Regions from separate parts of the Delphinus delphis genome. Here region 1 is linked to region 2. The links are chromatin contacts, called in public Hi-C maps. All regions are on one chromosome and are shown on one strand. The core of a region is the stretch at or near the end of the contact, and the rest is flanking DNA. Distances in the headings are between cores, read along the strand shown.

The links. Hi-C and Micro-C count contacts between places; a contact is called where the count stands out from the background.
Region 1: a contact with region 2 is called in a Hi-C map of lung, with 3 times the contacts expected there. The contact joins the promoter of NEMF here to the promoter of VCPKMT in region 2. A contact is called at or near these places in 3 of 3 Hi-C or Micro-C datasets (lung and muscle).

Annotation. Positions count from the first base shown.
Region 1 is chr2:50,791,836-50,796,379 of mDelDel1.2, reverse strand. NEMF (nuclear export mediator factor) reads right to left here and starts at 2,127. Exons shown (of 32, transcript XM_060004600.1): 1 at 1,829-2,127; 2 at 913-981; 3 at 694-796. The coding sequence starts at 1,887. It overlaps LOC132417880 (protein GVQW1-like), which reads left to right and starts at 2,711. Exons shown (of 3, transcript XM_060001734.1): 1 at 2,711-3,023. The coding sequence starts at 2,883.
Region 2 is chr2:50,578,510-50,582,621 of mDelDel1.2, reverse strand. VCPKMT (valosin containing protein lysine methyltransferase) reads right to left here and starts at 2,802. Exons shown (of 5, transcript XM_060004598.1): 1 at 2,426-2,802; 2 at 2,230-2,329; 3 at 41-160. The coding sequence starts at 2,802.

The DNA.
Region 1 (4,544 bases), core at 878-3,377, 210 kb before region 2:
TCAGCAGCAATACCATTAATTCAAAGTTAGGTATATCTGACTCTAATGTCTTTCCTCTGCATCATGAGCTTTTCAGTATATCTCTTGTGTCAATAAGTGAAAGGGTAATACACCCACAAATGTGGGATCTCAGTTTTAATAGTAAAAACAAAAAGAAAAGTGAAAAGTAAAAAGATATGGTTGGTAGCATACTAATGTCACTGAGTATTCCAACAAAATACAGATTGGTAGCTGAAAAGTGAGCTGTGGAAGACAAGGCTAGGGAAGGAGGGAGGAGGGCAGATTACAGAAAGCCAAGAATGCTGGGGTATAGGATATGGATTCAGCAATTAGAGAATCATAAAAGGTGGGAAAACTAATGAAAATGATGCTTTAGAAAAACCAATGTCGGTCTAACACAGAATTGTTTTGATAGTGAGAAGAGTATTAGAGTTAAATGGCTATAATGTCCAGCATTATAAAAGCTTGAGTAAGAACGGTAACTGTGGGAACATAAAGATGTGGCGCACAAAGTGGCATGAAGGGTACAAGGGAGAAGTTAAACATCTCCTTTATTCAACCAGTATCTATCAACTACTCTATTTTATCTCTATTTTATTTATAACAGTGAAGAAAAACCCATTTATAATTTCAATTGTTAGTGACCAATCTCAGGGCCATAAAATTTAGCTTCAAGTATAACTTAAAACTTACCTTCATGGCAAAACTAGACGGCATCATATTCTTAGGCCATTCAAATTCTGTCGTGTGAATTCGTATGCCAGATTCAAGTAAAAGTGTAGCTTTAACGTCTGGTCTGTAAAAGAAAAAAGTCAAAAAATTTTTAGGGGAGCATTAACTCAGGTTAAAAAAAACAAACAAGCTCATATTTAATTATACAAAAGATAAAACAAGCCTATAAAATGCTCTTACTTTTGAAGACGAATAAGATACGTCTTATTATCCACATCGTAAACATTGTTTACTCTCATTCCTAGCAAGCTGCAAAGAGAAAGGAAACATGTAACAAATCATACTACCATTTGAAACATAAAACTTCACACAATTTAAAGCTGTAGGCGAAAGCAGAGATGGCGAAAGGGGGGATCTTTGACTCTAAAGATACGGAGTCAACCAGTGTGCAGTCTGAAGGCCATCAGACATTGAGCCCAAACCTTGAGTGTAACTATTTAAGAACGAAAGTGGTCTATCAGCTCTAGAACACTATACTATGCCTTGAGTATTTTAAGTGATCCAATATATATTTTAGGAAATACAATAAAATCTAACCCACTTAATTATAAAAGAAAATATGTAAACGAGGCCCTGAGAAATATGACAAAGCTCACACAGCTGAATGACAGAAAGCAGATTAGAATGCAGACCTCAGGCCAAATCTGTTACCTCCGGCTAAAAAGGCGATGCTGCCTTTCTCTGCGGTGAGGAGGAGCGTCTAACAAACCAAACCTCTGGTCTGGAAACCTCTGAAGCAAATGACTACACTGGCGTCCTCCACCTGGCGTCTCGTCTTTTACTAAACGTTTGTTGCCAGACCCGGGCGACTCAGGCCGACAGGCCAAGAGCCCCGCCAAAGCCGGATGCAAGACCTGGCGAGACTAGCAGCCCACGAGAGCGGGGAGTGGGGCACGCGACCGCCGGGGTCCCCCCGGTATCCTGAGAGCCACAGAAAGATGTCACGCGCTCGCCCACTCAGGCCTAGCCAGGTCCACAGAAGAACAGGACCGGGGGGACCCAGGGGAAACATAAGGCCGTTCTTGTTTCCACGGTGGAGCCATGGCCTCTGCCTCCTGCACCACCCGCACGAGCCTGGTCACCCGTCATACAGTACCGGGCATTCAGCTCCGCGAGTACCGCGCGGAGGTCAACGGTGCTAAAACGGGTTTTCATGGCGAGGCTTGAGGGTCTCTACCGCAGTTTCCTCCACCGCCGGCCTGACTCAACGCTGCTACTCTTATGCGCAGGCGCACTTGGCGGATCTACGGCCGCGCAGAAGACCCAATATTCCTTGAAGCGAACTGCTTTTCGTCACTTTTGTGCAGCGTTCGGCTGTCAAGTCCGTCGTCAGCTCCCTTTTCGTTGTACCAAAACAATTCGAAATAGATCCAAACTATTTTCTTGAAACTTCATTCCTTCCTGGAAAGCTTATGGACTAGGCCGGTTACTTTGCTCCCTTGCGTTTCGGGACTCAAGCCAGCCTCCACAGTGACCCCTGCGGGTCAAGACAATTTACAAGAAGCGCACTGGGAGGATTTCCCCAGGTGGGACTCAGCGTACAGGAGCAACGACCCCTTTCCCTGACGTGCACAGTGTTGAAATTTAACGAAGTGGACTATTTCATACACCCTACAGTTACCCTCAATGATCAAAGCAAATGAACCCTCAAAAAGGAGTTCCTATTCTGATGTCTTGCTCTCCGAAGAGCATTTTGTGGTGTATTGTGGGATTCTCATCCAATCTAGGTACTGGGATCCCCTGGGCTCAGCATAGTACCTGGCATACAATAGGGGCTCCATTAATGCTTGGCAACCTGAATATTCAATTGTTTCGCTAGGTAATGGTGAAGTAAGATTAAAAATAAAAATAAGACAATATTGCCCCGCCAAAGGAATTCACGATGCAGTGGGAAATCAGTCGTGCAAGAATGTAAACATGGTACTTTTTGTTGTGATATATACGTGGGAAGAAAGCCTATTTTAAGATAAGAACTCAAAAGAGACGGGGTCTCGCTATGTTGCCCAGGCTGGAGTGCAGTGGCTATTCACAGGCGCGATCCCACTACTGATCAGCACGGGAGTTTTGACCTGCTCCGTTTCCGACCTGGGCCGGTTCACCCCTCTTTAGGCAACCTGGTGGTCCCCCGCTCCCGGGAGGTCACCATATTGATGCCGAACTTAGTGCGGACACCCGATCGGCATAGCGCACTACAGCCCAGAACTCCTGGACTCAAGCGATCCTCCTGCCTCAGCCTCCCGAGTAGCTGGGACTACAGGCACGCGCCACCGCGCCCGGCAAGGAATGTGGACGTAGGAGGATTCTAGAGCCTATGGGCTACAAATAGTGGCAAGCAGAATTCCCACCAGCAGATGGCGACTCTAAGTAAAAAGAGCACGGTTGACATTTCAGAAGAAACAGAATTGTAGATGCTAAGGGGACTACTGTAGCAGGTACAGCGCAGAATTAATGCGACATATGGCACAGAAAATCATGCAGAATAGCTCAAAATATGGAATAAACCATTTGGAGGGTTTAGGGAAGACTGATAACCAAGTCGACTGTAGTGCAAACAGTAAAAGCGAGAGGTTTAACTGTACATAAACAATGCTAAGGTTCTTATGTTGGCTCTGAAGGCATTACCCAAATAATGCCTAAATACTTTGCATAAAAGCAACCCATGTATAAACTCCACATTGAAAGGGACAACACTCAGATGCTTCTTTATAAGCAAAAACTGAAATACTTCATATCAAAACTCCCACTTTAGGGCCCTAAACCCATGAGATAGGAGCAGGATACTAATTTAAGGTATACTTGAGACAGTCAGCCACTTGACTAACCCATACATTGCTTCTGCTCTGTCAAGGAAAATGAACATCATAAGTAAAATGCAAGAAAATACATAAGGGGGAGAGGAGATGAAGATAAGTGTAAAAATGATAAAGAAACTCTATCATTTACTATTGAATTCTATCATTTCTGGGTTTTGGAATAATTTCTCTACTTTGAAAAAATTCTGAACCAGGGATACTTAAGGACTTGTGGGAAAAATAAGAGGCAACAGGAAATGGGAAAATCATCTTCCAATTTTCAAAGAGAGGATAAAGGTGAATATCTGAAATCCAAACAGGTGCCATTGGCATCTGTCCCAACCAAAAAGTTAGAGGTAATTATTAATGGATGCCTTATGGGCATCTAGGGCTGTGATTCTCAAGTCTTAGTGTGATACACTGATTACTACGGAGATAATCAAAGCAAATTCCTGGACACCACACCAGGAGATTTTGAATCATTCCTTAACTTTGGCTCAAGGTATCTGCATTTGTAAGTCCCAAGATGAAAGGGACCTGGAGCACATACTTGGAAGTTTACTGATCTCTAGAAGATGAAGTGGTCAATGATGAAGGGTCAATCATTAGGAACCAATATAGTTTCATTCAGAATAAGATATAATTTATTAATTTTACTTTCCACTCGTAGAAATATTCGATACGTAGCGTCGGGGGGGAAATCTCCCCTTCTATCCATTTTGAGTTCTTGTGGCTGGACTAATAATAAAATTGACGCTAGACAAATTAACAGGGGAAAAAAAACCCAAAATTTTAATTAATGCACATGGAGGTCTCTTAGAAATGGGACCTAAGAAGTGGCCAAAGCAGGCAGCTTTTATACTTTTTAGACAAATAAATTTGTAAGGAATTGACAGGACAAGGAAACTTAGGTTTTGGGCGCTAATTAGTGAAGAATCTAAACAGAATATGGGAAGTAACAAGGTTCATTTATACAGACTTCTCAGCCTGAATTACCTATCTCTGGTGATAAAGGTATCC
Region 2 (4,112 bases), core at 1,553-4,052:
AGGGTAATCACTACAAAGGTAGATCTAGTAGAGTACTCACCTCAAAATATTTTTTCTCGATTTCTGGATTTTTTCCCATTGTTCGTTGTTCATAACAACATATAATACAAGTCTCAGATCCACTGAGATCTTTTAGGGTTTTCAACAGTGGCTCCAAAGACTGTTCAAAAAGGAATATGATTTTTATGACTTTTAAAAATGTATACGTTTACTATAAAAGAGAGTAGGGGAGGTGGGGGGTAATTATAATTTCCCTACAATTCATCCATCTTTTTTTTTTTTTAACATCTTTATTGGAGTATAATTGCTTTACAATGGTATGTTAGTTTCAGCTTCACAACAAAATGAATCAGTTATATATATACATATGTTCCCATATCTCTTCCCGCTTGCGTCTCCCTCCCTCCCACCCTCCCTATCCCACCCCTCCAGGCGGTCACAAAGCACCGAGCTGATCTCCCTGTGCTATGTGGCTGCTTCCCACTAGCCATCTACCTTACGTTTGGTAGTGTATATATGTCCATGCCTCTTTATCGCTTTGTCACCGTTTACCCTTCCCCTCCCCATAGCCTCAAGTCCATTCTCTAGTAAGTCTGTGTCTTTATTCCTGTTTCACCCCTAGGTTTTTCATGACATTTTTTTTTTTTAATTCCATATATATGTGTTAGCATACGGTATTTGTCTCTCTCTTTCTGACTTACTTCACTCTGTATGACAGACTCTAGGTCTATCCACCTCATTACAAATAGCTCAATTTCGTCTCTTTTTATGGCTGAGTAATATTCCATTGTATATATGTGCCACATCTTCTTTATCCATTCATCCGATGATGGACACTTAGGTTGTTTCCATCTCTGGGCTATTGTAAATAGAGCTGCAATGAACATTTTGGTACATGACTCTTTTTGAATTATGGTTTTTTCAGGGTATATGCCCAGTAGTGGGATTGCTGGGTCATATGGTAGTTCTATTTGTAGCTTTTTAAGGAACCTCCATACTGTTCTCCACAGTGGCTGTATCAATTTACATTCCCACCAACAGTGTAAGAGGGTTCCCTTTTCTCCACACCCTCTCCAGCATTTATTGTTTCTAGATTTTTTGATGATGGCCATTCTGACTGGTGTGAGATGATATCTCATTGTAGTTTTGATTTGCATTTCTCTAATGATTAGTGATGTTGAGCATTCTTTCATGTGTTTGTTGGCACTCTGTATATCTTCTTTGGCAATTCATCCATCTTTGAATCAATCCAAACAAGTAAACGTAGTTACAGCTCTGTAACTGATGATTAGTAAACTCTTCTTAACTAATCAACCATCATATTAATTTCAGTTTCCAGAGAAAGGATTCAAGTGATTGCATTTTGGAGTCCCCATGGGTAAGCAAATGAAATTGACTGCACTCTTAAAATTTAATTTAATATAATTTAACTTGGGATTTAAACAATCAACAATTTACCTACAAAAGCAAGTCCAACCCTAACTAGAACATAAGTTGGTTCAATGCTCATTATTGAAAAAAATGAGTGATGCCCACAACACTACACAAACTGATATTCTAAAAAAAATCATTATATAAATATAATAAATCTTGCCACAGAACAATGAATTCTTTACGATGCAACTTAATTATTAATGTCATGATTAACACATTCACTAGGAATAACTAAAAAAAAAAAAAAGAAATCTTAGTCTTTTACAGGAGATCCAAATGGCAAAATCCTTTAAAAATTTTACAGACACCTCTCGCAAAATGCACATAACACTTTTCTCGATATGCTTCATGGACCTCTATGTTAATCATGAGTGTATATATATGTAGTTCCTGGTGACCTTTATTTTCTCTTTACTGTGTCATCAACTATGGAACAAATATCCTGCATTCAGAGATGTTAAAATGCGAAGAAATGCGTGCTTTAGAATCCACCAAATACGGTTTAAATCTTCTAAAGGAAGAGCCTTCACTATTAAATACTCACCTCTTCATAGTATATGCAGTCGGCCATCAGGATGTAGTCTGGAGGAGAAGGAAAGTCTTCTATTTCTTCCCCCCTTAAAAATGTCAACCAATATTTTAAACTGTTGTTTCACTAATTTAAAATATTCCTGTTTTACAAACAAGACCCAGAAAGTCCCCTTCGTATTAACCATGCTTTTAGTGTAACACAATTTAAAGCAAACTACAGTTATCTTAAAACAAGCTGAAAGGCCATACAAACCATTTCAGTACCTTGGCTTGAACAGAACCAGTGACAAGATGCTTGTTCATATTAATATTCATCTTCAGCAAGTCTTGCAATTCCTCTAGGTCGGTGACTATGACATCTGCCCTATAAAATAACGGTGACTGAGGTGTAGGCACAAGGATGGGAAGCCAGTAACCGGGGTTTCCCGAAAAGCGGCGTCCCCTCCCGCCAAGCTCTTACCCGAGGGTAGCAGCCATGAGCCCCACGGCCCCGGTGCCAGAGCCCAGCTCCAGCACCGACCGCCGGCTCAGCGCGTGGGCCCCATCGCCGGAAAACCCGGGCGTTTCCAGGTATTTAGAAAGGACGATGGCAGCGTCCCAAACAACGCAACCCACGCCGCCGGAGCCGTACTGCTGTAGTCGTAACACCGTGCCATCTCGCTTCTCCAAAACTCGCACAAAGTTCCGCAGTTGCTCCTCCCCGGAGGACTCCAGGGAAGCCGCCATCGCCGCCCGGCAACACTGAGTATCGAGCGCAGTGACGTCACACCCACAAGACCGCCCCGGGCCCCGCCTTGCAAGGGGCCCGGCGCCTCCAGGAGGCGGAGTTGGCGCCATAGCGCGTGCGCGAAGACACAAAGACCGGAAGGCGACGTTCCACCGGCGTGGCCCAGCCGCAGGCCAAGGCTTACCCTGCGCGCGGAACTGCCTTGTTCTCCCCTAAATTACAAGTCTGCCTCAACGAACGGGCAGTTGAAATTACTTTTCCGGACAAAGCCAACCTGAGTGTTTTTATCTAGTTGGAGGTTGATTCACACTGTTTTTTTTTTTTTTTTTTTTATTACTGGCCTTAAATCAAGGCAGCTTCCAAGATCCTACCAAGGATGGCTATAATCCTGCTTACAGAGAATTCCTAACATGCTCCTAATTTTTCTTCAGAATGCGTAAAAATGGTTGCAAGAAGCTTGTGACTGCGTTTAACGGTGAAGGAAAAGTTATCCCTCTGAAGTTTACATCACTTAAATTCTTTGGGATTATGGAACTTAAAATGCACAAATTATTGAAAATGTGTGTATATATTACTTCTACAGAACTCAACAATCTTACCCCCTTGTTCCTTATAATGAAAACACATATTTTAAACGTCTTTTAAAAATTAAGACTGGGGTGATTTATTAATCTTGTTAGGAACTCTGATACAAAGCACAGTAAAAGGCCACAGACCAGTAAATAAACAATGTGGCTTTTGGCTACTTTACAACTGCTGCTACGGCACTAAGAGGAAAACACGCTTTTTCATCACTTAGAACGAAGGAGTACAAATGGCAAATAAAAGTTTTAATCACGTCTCTGATTAAAAAGTTTAATAAAGCTTTAAGTGTCTGCTGGTTTAAATATTACCAATCTAAAAAAATACTTCAAAAATTTTTAGTTAACACGAGATTTATAGAGAAAGTTACTTGGTTTTGAAGGCAATGCAGTTGGTTCCTATGCCATAAGAAACTTATCCTCCAGCTTTATGAATTAGTAAAGTAGCAGACTGTATTATAGGCCTTGAGTCACATAAATTTATATAGGTTATTAGCATTATCTTTAAATGTACAATATAAACAAAACTGTACATGTATGGCATATTAACTTTGTTTTCCAAAATAATAGGCAACTCGTTAGCTAAAGACACCATAGTCTGCAAAAACAAAAAGGCACATCTGTATAAGATATATGCCCTTTTTTCCTCTATGATTGGGTTAGGTAGTCTGTTTACATTTCGACAAAACAATAAACAGTGCATTCTATTATTTTCGTTCTATTTTTCACTTTTGTCTTCAGCAGCAAATTCTGGCTTTTAAGACATGGCATTAAAGAGTTTAAGAACAGTGGGTGTTATTCACGATCTTCCTAAATGTAAAAACTAGAAGATGGTCAAA